2 separate regions of the Sus scrofa genome follow, and region 1 is linked to region 2. A link is a contact called in public HiChIP or PLAC-seq data. All regions are on one chromosome and are shown on one strand. The core of a region is the stretch at or near the end of the contact, and the rest is flanking DNA. Distances in the headings are between cores, read along the strand shown. Region 1 holds the start of TMEM189 (transmembrane protein 189). Region 2 holds the start of UBE2V1 (ubiquitin conjugating enzyme E2 V1).

The links. HiChIP or PLAC-seq counts read pairs in DNA pulled down with a chosen protein or histone mark.
Region 1: a contact with region 2 is called in an H3K27ac HiChIP or PLAC-seq map of alveolar macrophages. The contact joins the promoter of TMEM189 here to the promoter of UBE2V1 in region 2. A contact is called at or near these places in 1 of 5 promoter capture datasets (liver), 20 of 47 Hi-C or Micro-C datasets (alveolar macrophages, blood, brain and 10 more) and 2 of 2 datasets of contacts at active chromatin or transcription factors (alveolar macrophages and skeletal muscle).

What each region holds. Positions count from the first base shown.
Region 1 is chr17:51,692,623-51,699,916 of Sscrofa11.1, forward strand. TMEM189 (transmembrane protein 189) reads right to left here and starts at 5,359. Exons shown (of 6, transcript NM_001205093.1): 1 at 5,144-5,359. The coding sequence starts at 5,267. It overlaps LOC102164659 (a long non-coding RNA gene), which reads left to right and starts at 5,504. Exons shown (of 3, transcript XR_002339851.1): 1 at 5,504-5,968.
Region 2 is chr17:51,660,956-51,667,799 of Sscrofa11.1, forward strand. It overlaps UBE2V1 (ubiquitin conjugating enzyme E2 V1), which reads right to left and starts at 3,543. Exons shown (of 4, transcript NM_001205094.1): 1 at 3,466-3,543. The coding sequence starts at 3,487. It overlaps LOC110257429 (a long non-coding RNA gene), which reads left to right and starts at 6,230. Exons shown (of 4, transcript XR_002340005.1): 1 at 6,230-6,844.

The DNA of each region.
Region 1 (7,294 bases), core at 4,109-6,608, 33 kb after region 2:
CTCGGCCACCCCTGGCCTGAGCAGCTGTGGCTCCCATCAGACAGCGCAAGAGCTCCCAGTTCACCCCACTCCTTTCCCCTTCCTGCAGCCTCACACTGGGTGGGCCTCCCTTGGTGGCAGTCCTGGCCAGGCCCCTGCAGTGGTCTGGGCTTTCTAGCGGGAGCCATGGTCTCACTCACATCCAGTCCCTTCAGAGAGGAAATGTCCTAGACGAGGGAACTGAGGCTCAGTGGGTAAAAACGAAGAGCTGGGTTTGGGTCTTGGGCTCATAAATGGAACATATTAGCCTGGATATTCAGGGCTGTCCTGATTTCAAAGACAGTCCAGCTCTCTCCCCATGCCAAGAAGAATGTCCCCAAATCTGAATACTTTCCCATCTAAACTCTATCTCTTTGGCTTCTGGAATCTGGATCCTTCTGCAGACAACAAGTGCCTTAACTTTGATCCACAAAAAAATAAATCCATAATAATAAGTGGCCCTCATGGAGCACCTATGACATGTCACATACGGGGGGCCAGGGGTGATCCCAGCCAGGCCTCGCCTGCCAGATGCCCCGTCCTTCAGAGGGAGAAACTGGGCCTGGAGAGAGAAAGTGTCTTGCCCACAGCATCATCAAGGTCACAGCATGGACAGTCAGCCTGGCAGGGCCTGCATGGTCAGGTGGTCTAAATGGCATTGCTTCACAGATGGGCAGACTGAGGCCTAGGGAGGGACGGACTTTGTTCAGTTCAGAAGAGCTCAGGCTGCTTCTGGTAGGGCGCTGGGCCTGGCCAGGGTACATGACCTGGGCCGAGTTATCATGGGGATGCCTGATGGCCTGGGGAGGGGGCTGGGTTGTGTGTGGTGGCTGTGCAGGGTTGGGAGGTGCAGGGGAGGCCACCTCTGCTTTCCTGGGGGCAGGCCATGGCCCAAGGCGTGGCATCAGGCCCGACGCCTCCGGTTTTGGTCAGACAAGCCCTGGATATCCTGCACTTCTGGTGGCCCTTGGCCACTGGGAAACCCTCAGCCTCAGGGAGGTGGGGGGACAGGAGGTAGAAGACAGGGACCAAGAGAGACACAAGGAAGAGCGACAAAGAGACAAACAGAGATGGGAGAGAAGAGGAATCAGAGACACAGAGAGATGAGAAAGAGAAGAGGACAGAGACAGGGAGCAATTACAGGGAGACAAAGAGAAAGAGGGAATGAGTATGGCCAGGGAGGAGGAGAGACAAAGAAATGGAGAAAGAACAAGATTGAGGGAGACAGGGGAATCCAGGCCAGAAGTGTGGCAGGAACAGGGCCCAGTCAGGGAAGGGGCCTCAGGGAGGCATGTGTGGGGGACAGAACCCAGGCTCAGCTCTAGGACTCGGGCCAGGACCCCCGCCTAGCAGTCCTACACCCTCCACCTTTCCCCTGAGCCCTCGCTAAGAGTCCCTGTGTCCCACAGGGCAGGGTCATCCATAGTTAGCCAGGGTAGTGAACAGCTGGTTCCAGGGACTCCTCAAAATCCACCCCTGGAGGCAGGGCGCCAGCTGGCACCTTCTGGGAAGCTGGACACCTGCCTCACCTCCCGGTTTGCCCAGGAGGCTTGGGGAGGCCGGCCAAGCCCTCCAAGCTCTTCCCAAACACCAGCACCTGGCAGAGGGGGCGGTGGTGCTGCGAAACCCAAACCTGGACGCTTGTGGCTTCTGAGACCCACAGGACCAGGCCCCAACTCTTTGGCCAGACACTCAGAGCCCACAGGATCAGTTTGAGGCTGCCTCGCCCCAAGCTGCCCTGACCAGGCGACTCACAGCTCTTAGCTGACACGAAGCCCTTTGTCTCGCCTGCTGGCCCTGCACACATGCTGCTGCTCTGTTGACCCGGAACACTGGTCCCTGCCCGCACACCCACCCCAGGATGGCTCACCTCCACAGTGAAAATTTAGAACATGGAACCCACAATGCCCCTGACCAGTGTTCTGGTTCTGGCTCTGCTGGCTGTATGACCACGGGCAGGTCACCACTCTTTGCGAAGCCTCAGAGATCTTTTTTTTTTTTTTTTTTTTGGTCTTTTTGCCTTTTCTTCTAGGGCCGCTTCCGCGGCATACGGAGGGTCCCAGGCTAGGGGTCGAACTGGAGCTGTAGCCGCCAGCCTACGCCAGAGCCATAGCAACGCGGGATCCGAGCCGCGTCTGCGACCTACACCATAGCTCACGGCAATGCCGGATCCTTAACCCAATGAGCAAGGCCAGGGATCGAACCCGTAAACTCATAGTTCCTAGTCAGATTCATTAACCACTGTGCCACGATGGGAACTCCCATCAGAGGAGATCTTAAAGATGGACAGAGTGCAGGCACTTTAGGCAGGCCAAACAGATGCAGCCCCTGGCCCTGCTGGCCTTCCTCTGGTGGGGGCAGATGCAAGTCGCATCCCAGGCAAGAAATGTTAGGAAGAATGCATATGGGGGGTGGGCCATAAGGAGGCTACTGGGGTCTGTAAAATGGAGTTAATACCAGGGTGCCCCAGAGACAACTTCCGTGAAGATGAAATGAGAGTGTATGAGAGAAAAGCCCAGCATACAGTCAGTGCTCAATAAATGCCAACTATGTTAACTGCCTTATTATTGCTGCCAACTACTAAGGTGCCAATCCCCTCTGGCCCCAGGAATCTCAAGAATTCAGTCCTGGAACCCAGGAACTTTCCGCCTCTCCCCTGGCTCACTCTGTTCCAGCCCACCAGCCTCCTTGGTGTCCTGCAAACACTGCAGGCTTGCTCTCACCTCAGGGCCTTTGCACTTGCCGTGTCCCTGGTCTGGATCAATCCTTTCTCAAATATCTTCATGCTTCCCTCCCTTCTAGTCTCTGTTTAAACGTCATTTGGTCAGTGAGGCCTCTCTCTACTGCCCTCTCTCTAAAATGTCACTGTGATTTCACTTTCCCTTTTTCTGCTACAAGTTTCACAGCACTTGTCACCATTAGGCAAGTAAGATATTTCCCTTGTTTACTGAGTTTACTAAAATGCCAGCTCCATTCTTCTTACTTTGTTTACCTCTTTGCCCTCAAAGCCTAGAACAGGGACTGGGACAAGGGTGCTCAATATGTATTCAGTCTGGCCCCTTATTTTAGGCCCAGAGAAATGAAGGTTCTTATTAAAAGCTACATAAGAAAGGGACAAAGGCAGGCAGAGGGAGGAGGATGGAATTTGGAGAAACCGTTCTTCCTTCCTCACTCCCCCTACCCAGGCACTTTTCCCAGCCCTGCCCCAAGTGCAGTCAGGAGGAGATAAGGTCTCTGACTGCAGGTGTGGGGCACCAGGAGATTGCAGCCTTAGATCCCCAAGTGGCTGTTCTTTAGAGAGTGAGGGGCACTTGGGGAAACCAGAAGTGGACAGAGGGTCAATCATGGGAATGAAGAGATGGTGGTCCACTGGGGAGGCTTAGAATGACAACGTACGATTTGGTTGAAGGTGGGTAGAGCTGGACACCAAAGGAGGGGGGCCCCTGAATCCTTGATCCCAGGTGGTGAGTCTGAGGACCAAAGAGGCAAGGCAGCTTACTCCGAGACTCACAGGAAAGGTTCAACTATTGGGTTAATAACAGGGATTGCCTACTGTATCCCAGGCACTGGCCAAGGGAGATGATCTAATTTCTTCTTTTCAATGATACTGAGGAACAGATAAACTGTACCTTGTTCCCATTTTAGAGGTGAGGAAACAGAGGCTCAGAGATGGAAAGTGGCTTGGCCCAGGTCATACAGCTAAGAAGTAGAGTCCGGAAGTCAGGTCCAGACTGTCTTAGGGAGCAGAGGAGGTTTTAAAGGCCACAGACTGGGTGTCTGGGGAACAGGCTGAAGAAACCATGGCAGCATGGGCCAGGTGCCCAACTTAGGCATGAAAAAAAATTACAAACAGAACATGGAATTACAAGTCTAGAAAGGCCTCTGGTGAGCTAGGACACAAAGAGAGAGCAAATGGCCCAAGGTCACAGTTATGGCAGAGATGGTATGCAAACCCAGGCCAGTCAGGGCACAAAGCCAAAGGTGGTAGTGGACTCATGCCTGCCCCAGGCTAGGGCTGTACATGGTGGATACACCCTGGCAAAATGAAAGATGTCCGAACGTTTGACAAACAAAGCTTGGTGTGATGGCAACATCCAGGCAGAGGGGCCTCCCAGTCACCTGACTCCAGAGTTCTCAAAGGCACTTCCTTAACCCCTGGGGACACTTGGCCTTCCTGCAACCTGGCAATGAGATTCCTGAAGCTCAAGTGGAAGTCAGAGAAGGGGGAGGGCGCTGGTGCTTGCCGGAGCAGAAATGGTAGGCCCAGCAGGAAGAAGCCAGGGCCCTTGGCCTGGGGACAGAACCTCTGGAGACCCTCAAGTCCTAATAGAGGGGGCTAATATAAACACATGGGAGAAGGTTGGAGTTGGGGCTTGTATATGAGAGGAGCTTAAATGGAAGATTCGTAGTGCCCCCACCACCCTAGGATTCCAAAGTATGGAGTGAGAGATAATGCTGGGGGGAGGGGAGGAGGAGGGAAGGGTGGTCTGCAGATGGAATCTATAAATACAGGATGGGGCTTTGGAGGAAAAGTTTCTGGGGAACCCATTAGCTGTGGGACCCTGAGTTGATGTTCCCAGAGCAGGGAGCCTAAACGTGCCCAGATTTGTGGGGTGAGGTTACTAAAGTCCAGGGCCTTGGCTAGGGCAGAGATGGGGCCCTAGAGTGTGAACTTCCGATCTGGGGAACTTGGAATACGGTGTAACTTTTGGGGGGGTCGAGGACGGTGCATGTGGCTGAGGGGTTGCCTTCAGCTTGGACGGGGTCCTGGGGTGCGGGGTGGTTCCTAAGTCTAGGGACGCTCTTTGCAGCCGCGGGTACCCTGGGCTAGGATCTGGATCTGGTAGGATGATGGGAGCTGTTTGTTGCCCGAGGAGCTGATATGGCAGTTTCTAGACCTGGGGACTGTTTTTGCATCCAGAAAGTCCCGGGACTGGGATTCTAGCTTGGGCTTGGAAGAGGCGCAGGGGTGGGGTCCCGGACTTAGGGGTGCTATTTGCAAGTTAGAAGCCGCTGGAGTTTGCATCGAGGCCTGAGGCAGGGGTTCCGATACAGCGGACTGGGGGTCGCTGTCCGTAGCTCGGACGGGTGACTGCAGGCCCGGAGGGGGGCCCAGAGGTCCTACCTGGTGAGTAGAGCGCGGCCAGCTCGCGGGCCCCGGCATGCTGCGCGCCCCAGCGCCGGCAATACGCCGCCTCGTCCTCGTCGAGCTCCAGCTGCTGGCCCGGTCCGTCTTCCGCGCCCGCCATGGCCACTCGCCTGGCCCGCCCGGTGCTCTCTGCTGGCGGCGGCGGCGGCGGCGGCAGGGCCGCGGAACCGCGGCGAGATCACGCCGCCCAATGACCGCCCAGCACCGCGCGCGACTGCGGCGCTGGCGGGGACCTCGCCCGGCCGCGCGTCACAGCCAATCCGGACCCGCGCCGGGGCCACACCGGCCAATCAGCGGCCGCTGAGCCGCAGCCAACCGCGGCGAGCGGGGGGCAGGACCGCAGCTGGCGCAGCTGGGCACGGAAGCGTAGGGCGGCGGCGCTTCTCTCCCGGTCCCGCTCCGTCTCCGGCGCCAACCGCACCGGAACGCGGGCAGTGTGGACGCCCACCTCGGGCTCGGTTTACCCGCCGGTGGAGAGGGCCGAGGTCTTGCGCCAGCGGACCTAGAAGCGGCGTCTCTTCAGCACGCGCAGTCCAGCGTCTACTCTGTGCCAGGGACCCGTGTGGAGGGTGCCTGGTCGGGGCCGGGGAGCCAGCGCTTCCTGGGCACTTTAAACAGTGCTCCCTGGCTGGGACCGGTTTACCCCGGGCCGGCTTCTGGGCCCTGCCGCGCGAGGACCGAGCGTACCCCTACGGTGCGCGGCGCGCCGGGGGACGAGAGACGTCGAGCCTGACTCACCCCTGGGGACTCCTGCTCTCCTGAGGGAGAGGACAGGAAACTGCTGAGAGTCACTAAGATTTGGTGAGCGCTTAAGACCTGTTAGGCGCCGGGCCAAGGGCTGGACAACAGCATGTTCTTACAATAACGAATTGTGTTGCCTCCTCAGAGGCCCCTCCTGACCGCGCCACTCTGAGTTGCTCCCTCCTCTCCGCCAGTCACTGTGACATCATCCCTTTTGTCTTCTCAGTGCTTGTCGTAGGCGGTGAAGAGTTCGCGTCCTCCCCACCAGAAAGCAAGCTCCCGAAGGCCGGGACTTGGGTGGTTCACAGCTGAACCGCCGTGTCTGGCTCAGCATAGGGCTCCTGTTGGAAGCTCAGTAAATGCTGAATGCGTTAAGGCTCAGCCAAATGACTTTACTGCCTCAGCAGGTAAATGACACGTCCAGCTGGCTACAAAGTACAGAATAGTTGTTCACATAAATTCCATATGGTGCTACCAAATGGGAGGCCACGGAAGGACCCAAGAGGTGCCCAGGGGGAGCAGGGACCGGACATAAGACCCCTTCTAGAATGTATTTTGGAGCTCCATCCTTGTTCTGGTGTTCTGAGGGTTTAAGCCCTGGATTTCTCAGCTGCTAGGAAAAGCCAGTCACCTCAGGTGTGATTCCTGGGTGTTCTTGTGCCGGGTGGCTGCTGTCTCCAGCCAGGCCTGTGCTCCTTCCCTGCTTCCTTCTATACTTCCTCCCAGGAAAGAAAAGTATGCTTCTGTAGCAGGGACAGGTTGCAGCCCAAATCCTGATGAATTCTGGCAAAAGTGGGTGGCCTTGTATTATTAGCATACACCATTCGATTTTTCAAATCCAGGAGTTTAACGTGTTTTGCCTTGATGGGGGCTGGATCTCAGATTTCAAGGAGACAGCTTCCCAAGCTCTCTGCACGTGTCCCAGACCTCCAAGCAGGTTGCGATGGCTGGTTACTGCTGATGTCTATCAATCTCCTAGTGCAGCACAAGATGGGTGAAGGACAAACAGACTGCTAAGGTCATTCATTCATTCACTCAGCACATATTTATTAAGCACCCACCTGGCCTGGGCTATTCTAGGGAAATAGCAAGGAACATGACAGTCTCCTGGGAGGTGGGGGTGAAGGTCAGAGAAGACCTGTTCAAGAAGTGACATTTGAGCTAAGACCTAAAAGAGATGGAATGAGCTATGGCAATATCTGGGGGCAAACTGTTCCAAGCTAAAGAGTTCCCAGTGTGGCTCAGTGGTAACAATCCTGACTAGTATCCATGAGGATGCAGGTTCGATTCCTGGCCTTGCCTAGTGGGTTAAGGATCCTGTGTTGCTGTGGCTGAGGTGTAGGCTGGCAGCTGTTGCTCCAACTGGACCCCTAGACTGGGAACTTC
Region 2 (6,844 bases), core at 2,293-4,792:
GATTACTCTTCTGGTACTCAAGTTTCTGGTTAATTGTCAGGGAAGACTGTAGGCGGCTGGGTGAGAGGAAAGGCCTGGCAACCAAGAGCTACTCTTTGAGGTCCTGCAATCTTGGCCAGGGCAGCATGGGCATCCTGAGGATTCTAGTGTACTTTCCACAGTCCCACACCCTAAGAGCTAGGCAGAAGTCACACACTGCAGAACCAAAGGAGGTGAGAAGGTGTTGCCAAGTGTTAAAAGCAGTGACCACAAAAAACTAAGCCCTTATAGGAACTCAAAGGCTTCACAGCTGTTTCCTGGCAACCAGGGGCATGGATTAATCAAGAGGCTTGTTCTAAACCAGTCTAGGGAAGGCCTCAGGGCCTCTGACCACACCTGAAAGGCTTCTCAGGGTTAGCAGAGAGGCCTGTACACTTATTTTAGTATAATACAAATAAAATCTTTCTGCTTCGACCGTAGCACTCTGCACTCTTACTGCTTGGAAGCAGATATCGGATCTTTCTCCTCTTTTTAAGACTCTCATTTATTCATTCAACAAATATTTACTGAATGTCTCTTTCAGACCAAACACTTGTTAATGGCTTCCCTTCACACAGAATAAAATCCAAAACCAAGAGTTCCCGCTGTGGTGCAAGGGGTTAAGAATCCAATTGCAGTGGCTGGGGTCACTGTGGAGGCATGGATTGGATCCCAGGCCCAGCTCAGTGGGTTAAAGGATCCTGCACTGCTATAGCTGATGTGTAGACTGGATTCAATCTCAGGTCCAGGAATCTCCATATGCCCAGGGTGCAGCCATTAAAAAAAAAGAAGGGGAAAAAAAAAAATCCAAAGCCGTATCTCTGCAACCCATCTCTTTAAGAAGACTTCCTTGCACACTAAGGCCTTTATTTTATTCTTTCAGCATGCCAAGCTTCATCCTGCCACGGGGCCTTTGCACTCACTGTCTCCCCCTCCCCTGCCTGTGACACACACTGTTGGCTCCTTCCATCATTTGTCTCAGTTCAAATGCCCCTTCTTGGAGAAGCCTTTCCTGACCACCTCTCCAGACACTATTACATTACACAATTCCCTTCACAGCATTTACTGTTATCTGAAATCTTCTTAATTATTTTGTCCTTTAATGGGCTTCTTCCTGACTTGAAGAGAAGCTCCTCAAGGACAGGGACTATGTCCATCTTGTTCGCTATTCACACGGAACACAGCAAACCCTTAATAATATACCTGTTGAATAAATAAAGGAGTTCTGGGAAACCCATTTTAGGGCAACTCAAAACCTGTTCCATCTTATCTAAACCATGCCAAGTGTTCTTATATGCCACTAGACAGCAGCTGAAGATGTTTTATCTGACCACCACAGCATTTATGAAGAACTCTTCAACTGGCAGGGCCTCAAGAAGTTAGAATTAGGTAGCTGTTAAACCGGATTATAGGTAGCCACTATCAAGTGATTGCCAACAGGGCTGAGTTGCAAGAGCACCATAATGCTGGCTGCTCCAGGCACAGTGCACCCCCCTGTTCATAGCAACCTGGCAGGGGTGTTATTCTAGTGAGAGGTTTCCCACAGCAGTCTGGCCTGACTCAGCCTCTCTCTTCTGAGAATGTCTCTGGCGGTCTCTTGGTAAATGAACTGACTCAGCACTGTTCCAACTGAAATCAAAATCTAGGAAAATGATGTATGGTTTCCTCTGTCCTCTAGGAAGACCCCATTGCTTTAAGTATAAAAGGCAGCCTGTGGCAGGTGACTTCAGTCAGATCCCCCACTTCAAATTCCCTCTATTCCCACTATAACAATCAGCCAAAGATGGCTCCTTAGGATACTGGAGGGGGACCATCGTTGAAAGACACACTCCCCCCACCCTGTTCACTTTGGGTCACCGACTCTCTCCTAACAACACTGCTGCAGCATCAGATTTCAATGTCCGGGCTGGTGGTCCTGTTTGCTTTTTCCATCACAGGTCACCCACTGTCACCTCATCTGGGAGGACTTCACTGGCCAATTTGACTGCCAGGCACCTCAGGGGACAGCATCCTCACCAAAAGGGAGGGAGACACTGTCATTCCCAAATCCTGCATTTCCAGAATCAGACTCTCTTGCATCATCAACCCCTCTGAGGGACCTTCCTCAGGCAATCCTCAGCCTGCCTGCTCCAGAAGGCCATTTGAGTCCATCCCCTGATGCTCAACTGGGAGTGTTAACTCTGAAACAGACCCTTCAGGATTTGATCCTCTGGCACATCTCAGAAATGTAGAGCAGGGAATCCAGTTTCAAAATAAATGCTACTTCCCTTTATCTACTAGGGCCTGGTAGACCCCCCCCTCCACACACACACACAAAGTGTAGCCCCCTCATGCTCTCTTGCCTCTCAGCCTTCTTCTCCAGTCACCCAAGGTTCCCATTTCACTTGTCCCTCTCCCCATGCCCATCAAGTCGATGGAGAACTGCTGAGCTGAACAACCATGTGTTATCAATATTCAAAAGAGTGGAAAGGAGTGACACTCAATAAAGATCTTTTCTAAAAGAAATATTTCTGAAACCCGACCTTTTCTTACTGTCACCCACTGCATGGGGCTTCCCTCAGTTGACTCCTACCCCAGACACCTCCAGGGCTCCCAATTCATCTCTTCTTCGCCCAGTATCGCAGGCTTCCACCAACTGCCCTACCCGGAGCTATCCAAAAACCTAACATCTATCTTCTCAAATAGGGGCCTGGTAACCATGGGGTCATTTCACTTTCTGATGCTCCAACGAGATCCCGCTGGAATCCGAGAAATCCTTTTCCCCTTCTCTTATCCTGTAGAGATACCCCGAATCTCCCCAAAAGCAGACACCCCAGACACCCCCTTTCTAATCAACATAGAAATTTCCTCAGCTAACCCCATCCCCAAAACTAACACTGGAGTCGTCCCCTGAACCAATGGGGGATCCTCTCAATCACTTCTCAGAATGCTGTTTCCTTCCCCCATCCATCCGGAGAGGCTTCTCTGAAGTCCCCGCTAAATGGACATCCCACGGTTGCTTCCCCCCCGCCTAGACCCTCAGCACCCAATAAAGGACTTCCATTCGTTTGGGGGAGCCTCCTCGTCCTCCAGAGAACCCCTTGATCTCCCCCCAGAGAGCCGCCAGCTCCAGTCTCCTCAGGGGTGTCTCTGGGCTCACCCCTCGCCCGCTCTCGCCGCCCAGCAGCGCAGCGGGGCCGGGCCCTTCCTCTCAGCTGGGCCCTCACACCGCCCGGGGGAGCCTCTGGGCCTTGCCGCGCCTCCCACAGGCCCCTCAGGCCCCCGCCCGTGCTTCCGGCCACCGCCTGCTCCTCCTCCCCACTCAGGCCGCCTGGGTCGCCGCCGTGGGGCCCAGCAGACAGAGGCAACGCAGAGACCCTAGCCCCGCAGCAAGGGCCTTTGCAGGTCCCCCGCCCCCGGCCCGAACCCCTGCCCCCTCGGCCGGCCGGGCCCGGCGCCCCCGCTCACCCGAGCCCGTGGTGGCTGCCATCTTGCGTCGCTGTCGCTCAAAGGCCGGCCCCTTCTTCACCCCCCGCCCGTCCCGGGGCCTTTCTACGCATGCGTGTGCGCATGCGCAAATCCCTCCGCTGACGCCAGCTCCGCAGACCGCGGGACCCGTTGCCGGGAAGGTTTTTTTTTTTCTGCCCTTTAGGAGAGGAAATATTTGCGTGCGCCATGGCCAGCAGCTTGCAAGGTCCTTCAGGTTTGGGTGCGAAGGAGCTATTGAGGTGCTTGGTGAGAAAGGCAAGGGTGATCAGACTTGGAAAGGCGTGACTGGGAAAGAAAAAGATAAGAAAGCTTAAAAAAACCCGCGTATTGTCATAACCTATAATGGAATATAATTTGCAAAACAACAACAGCACCACACCACAAAAACCTGAATCCCTATGCTGTGCACCTAAAGCTAACACAGTATTGTAAATCGATAAAAGTAAAAAAGTAAACATGCAAATTTATAATATATTTTTTAAAATGCCTATTTTGCTTTAAGCATTTTCCTATCTAGTTGGATCTTCACATTTCTACCAGGTGGGGATAAAAGAATGAAGCTGGGATTAAACTGCAGAGTGAAGGGAAGAGGTGTTAACCGATTTAACTAAACTCAGCTGTTAAGTGCCTCAGTCAGAATTTGAATGTGGGCCAGGTGTCTTGCTTCCAGGATGGATGCTCCCAGGCCAGAAGGGTCTTATAGAAGGGTAGCTAAAATGGTTTGGGGGGCATTAAAGTGTCAAGGAACGCATTCCCCATTCGCTTGTTCCTTCCTTCATTCATTATATCAAACAAATATTTACTAAGTATCTATTATGTGCCAGATGCAGTCCTAGGTGCTAAGGATGACTATAATCCCTGAAAAAGCAAGCCCTTGCTCTCATGGGCTTACATTTTAGTTGGAGACAGGAAGAAAGTAAACAAGTGGGAAAGAACATAACTATAATAGGATAGAGAGTAAACTAGAGAAGGAGTGGTCAGGGAGGGCCTTCTAAGGCCTCCTTCAAACTTCAATAAGGACCTGAATAATAGGAAGGAGGTAGAGGGAATGGCATGTGCAAAGGCCCTGGGGACATTTTGCAAATGTTAAATCCAGAAGAAACTCTTCAATCTTAAATGTTCTGAGAAGCCCTTAATATGGATATAGAAACTGATGCTGAGAGAGGTGAAAAGATTGCCTCAAGGTAACACAGCTAAATATGGGCAGAGAAAACACCAGGGCTTTCAGTGCAGAGGAACAAGGAAGTTGGAAGCCTTCACTCAGTGCATGCAATTCATCATTCTGTTCTGACAGCAGTGTCTCCTAAGCATCTCTCTTCTCCATCCACTTCTTCCAGGCTCCCCCTTTCTCCCACTTGGATGACCTAGCAGCCTCCATTCTTGCCCTCATGTTCCATTCTCCTTATGGCAGCCTGAGTCTGCTCAAAACATCCTTCAACTTAACTTTTCAGTGGCTCCCCATTCTCACAGAATAAAACACAGACTTTGCAAGTTGAGGGACCACAGAACACTTATCCAACAAGGAGAGTCATTAGACTGAAAGGGGGCCAAGACTGAAATCTTGCTCAGACAACAAGCAGAACCAGGACTCGCCAGGGCAAATCAAGATGTTATCCACCCTACTACCCACAAGACCTGGCACCTAGGGCCAGGACTAGGATCGGGCCAGTGAGGTGTTTAGGGCACCCAACCTAAAGGGGCTTTCACTCTCAGATCTAGGCTCTGCGCTTGCACCACCCTTCAAATGAGTGCCTCCCTAAAATCTGCACCCTGGGTGTCTTACTTCCTCCCTCCCCTGCCTGAACCTCTTAAGACTTGCTGTCCCTCTCTAGCTACACTGGCCCTTTTCAAGACCTCTGGTATGCATGTCCTCTTCCTCCTCAGGGCTTTTGCCTGCGTTGTTCCAACTCTTCCCAGCTCCAGCACTGCCCTTTCAGGGACGCTATCCCTGATTTCTCCAACCAGCTCAAATTCAGCTATGATTCTCAGAGTGCCACTTGTGTCTTCTTCCCAGCAGTGGCTGCCTGCAATCATCTTGACATTATTCTGTGTATCACATGATTCAAGTTTACCTTGAAGGGCACAGAAAATATTTGCCCCCTGACTTTAGGTCACTGTAAACGTCAAGATAGCAAGTGGGAGGTTTTTGGGCTCCTTAGCTGGGCTCACCTCTGGAATGAAATTTTCTGGGTTCGGGGCCTGCTTCACCACTCACTTTGCAGTCTGACTTCAAGCAAGAGACTTGAACCTCTCTTGGCATCAATTTCCTCTTGTGAAAAGGGGGATGACAGTACCAACTTCATAGGGTTACTGTGGAGATAAATACGTTGATAAACGCATTGGCACTGAGGGAGAAGGGGATACTAGAAGAGCTGACGTTTATCAAGCTGTCATATCCAGCTCTTAATCCTCAAAACTCAATGCAACAACTCCCAGGAATAGCCCCATTTTTTCAGATGAGAAAACAGACTCAGAGCTAACAGGTGGAGGCGTGAAGATTAAAACACAAGCCTCTCATCCACAATGCTCATAATTATTTACTGGCATAGATTCCTTGGTTCCCGCAGGAAACTTCTGGCAAGCAAAACTCACAATAAGACTAACTCCACAGAGCGCTTCGAAGGAGGAGTAAATTAACCCCGACAGCCCGTGGCATGCTGGTTATTATAGGCTAGCGGTGTCGCAGAGCCTGCTGGGAGTTGTAGTCCTCCCTAAACTAAAGCTCTCGTAGAGGCTCCGCCCCCTCCCCGGAGGTCGCCGCCAGACCTTAGAGCTGCATTATTTCTGTCGCCTGTACTCCCTTCGGTCTCTGCGCTTGAGCTGGTGGTAGCTTCAGCGGGTGAGGATGAGAGTCTTGTTTTATTGGATTCGTGGGAATATTAAAATGGCTAATAGAACTGAAGAATTTAGAAAAAGACTTGGCACAGAGCGAGTGGTATATAAATATTAGTTGCTGCCATTATTAGTTTTTATTTTTATTTTTTATAGTTGCTACCATTATTATTATTTTTACTGTTATCATTTCCTCAGTGACTCCTGCTAAGTAGCTATCATCTCGACATTTGTCATCTGTGGAAACAGACTCGGTGGAGTAGGATGGCTTTCCCAGGGTCATGTAATAAGCAGTAAAATCAGGTTTGGAAGCCAGTTCATTCAACTATGGGGCACTTGATATTTCCTCTATGGTGAGGGAGCTGAAGCCTGGGAAGTTTTAAGCAAAACTTAAGCGGGTTTGCATTTTTACAAAGTGCAGCCTGGCTGCCTCAAGGAAATTGAATTGGGTGGCAGCAAGACTGGAGGTGAAGAGTCCAGAGTGGAGGTGTGTTGGACACTGTTGACTGCCAGATCAGTCATGTCT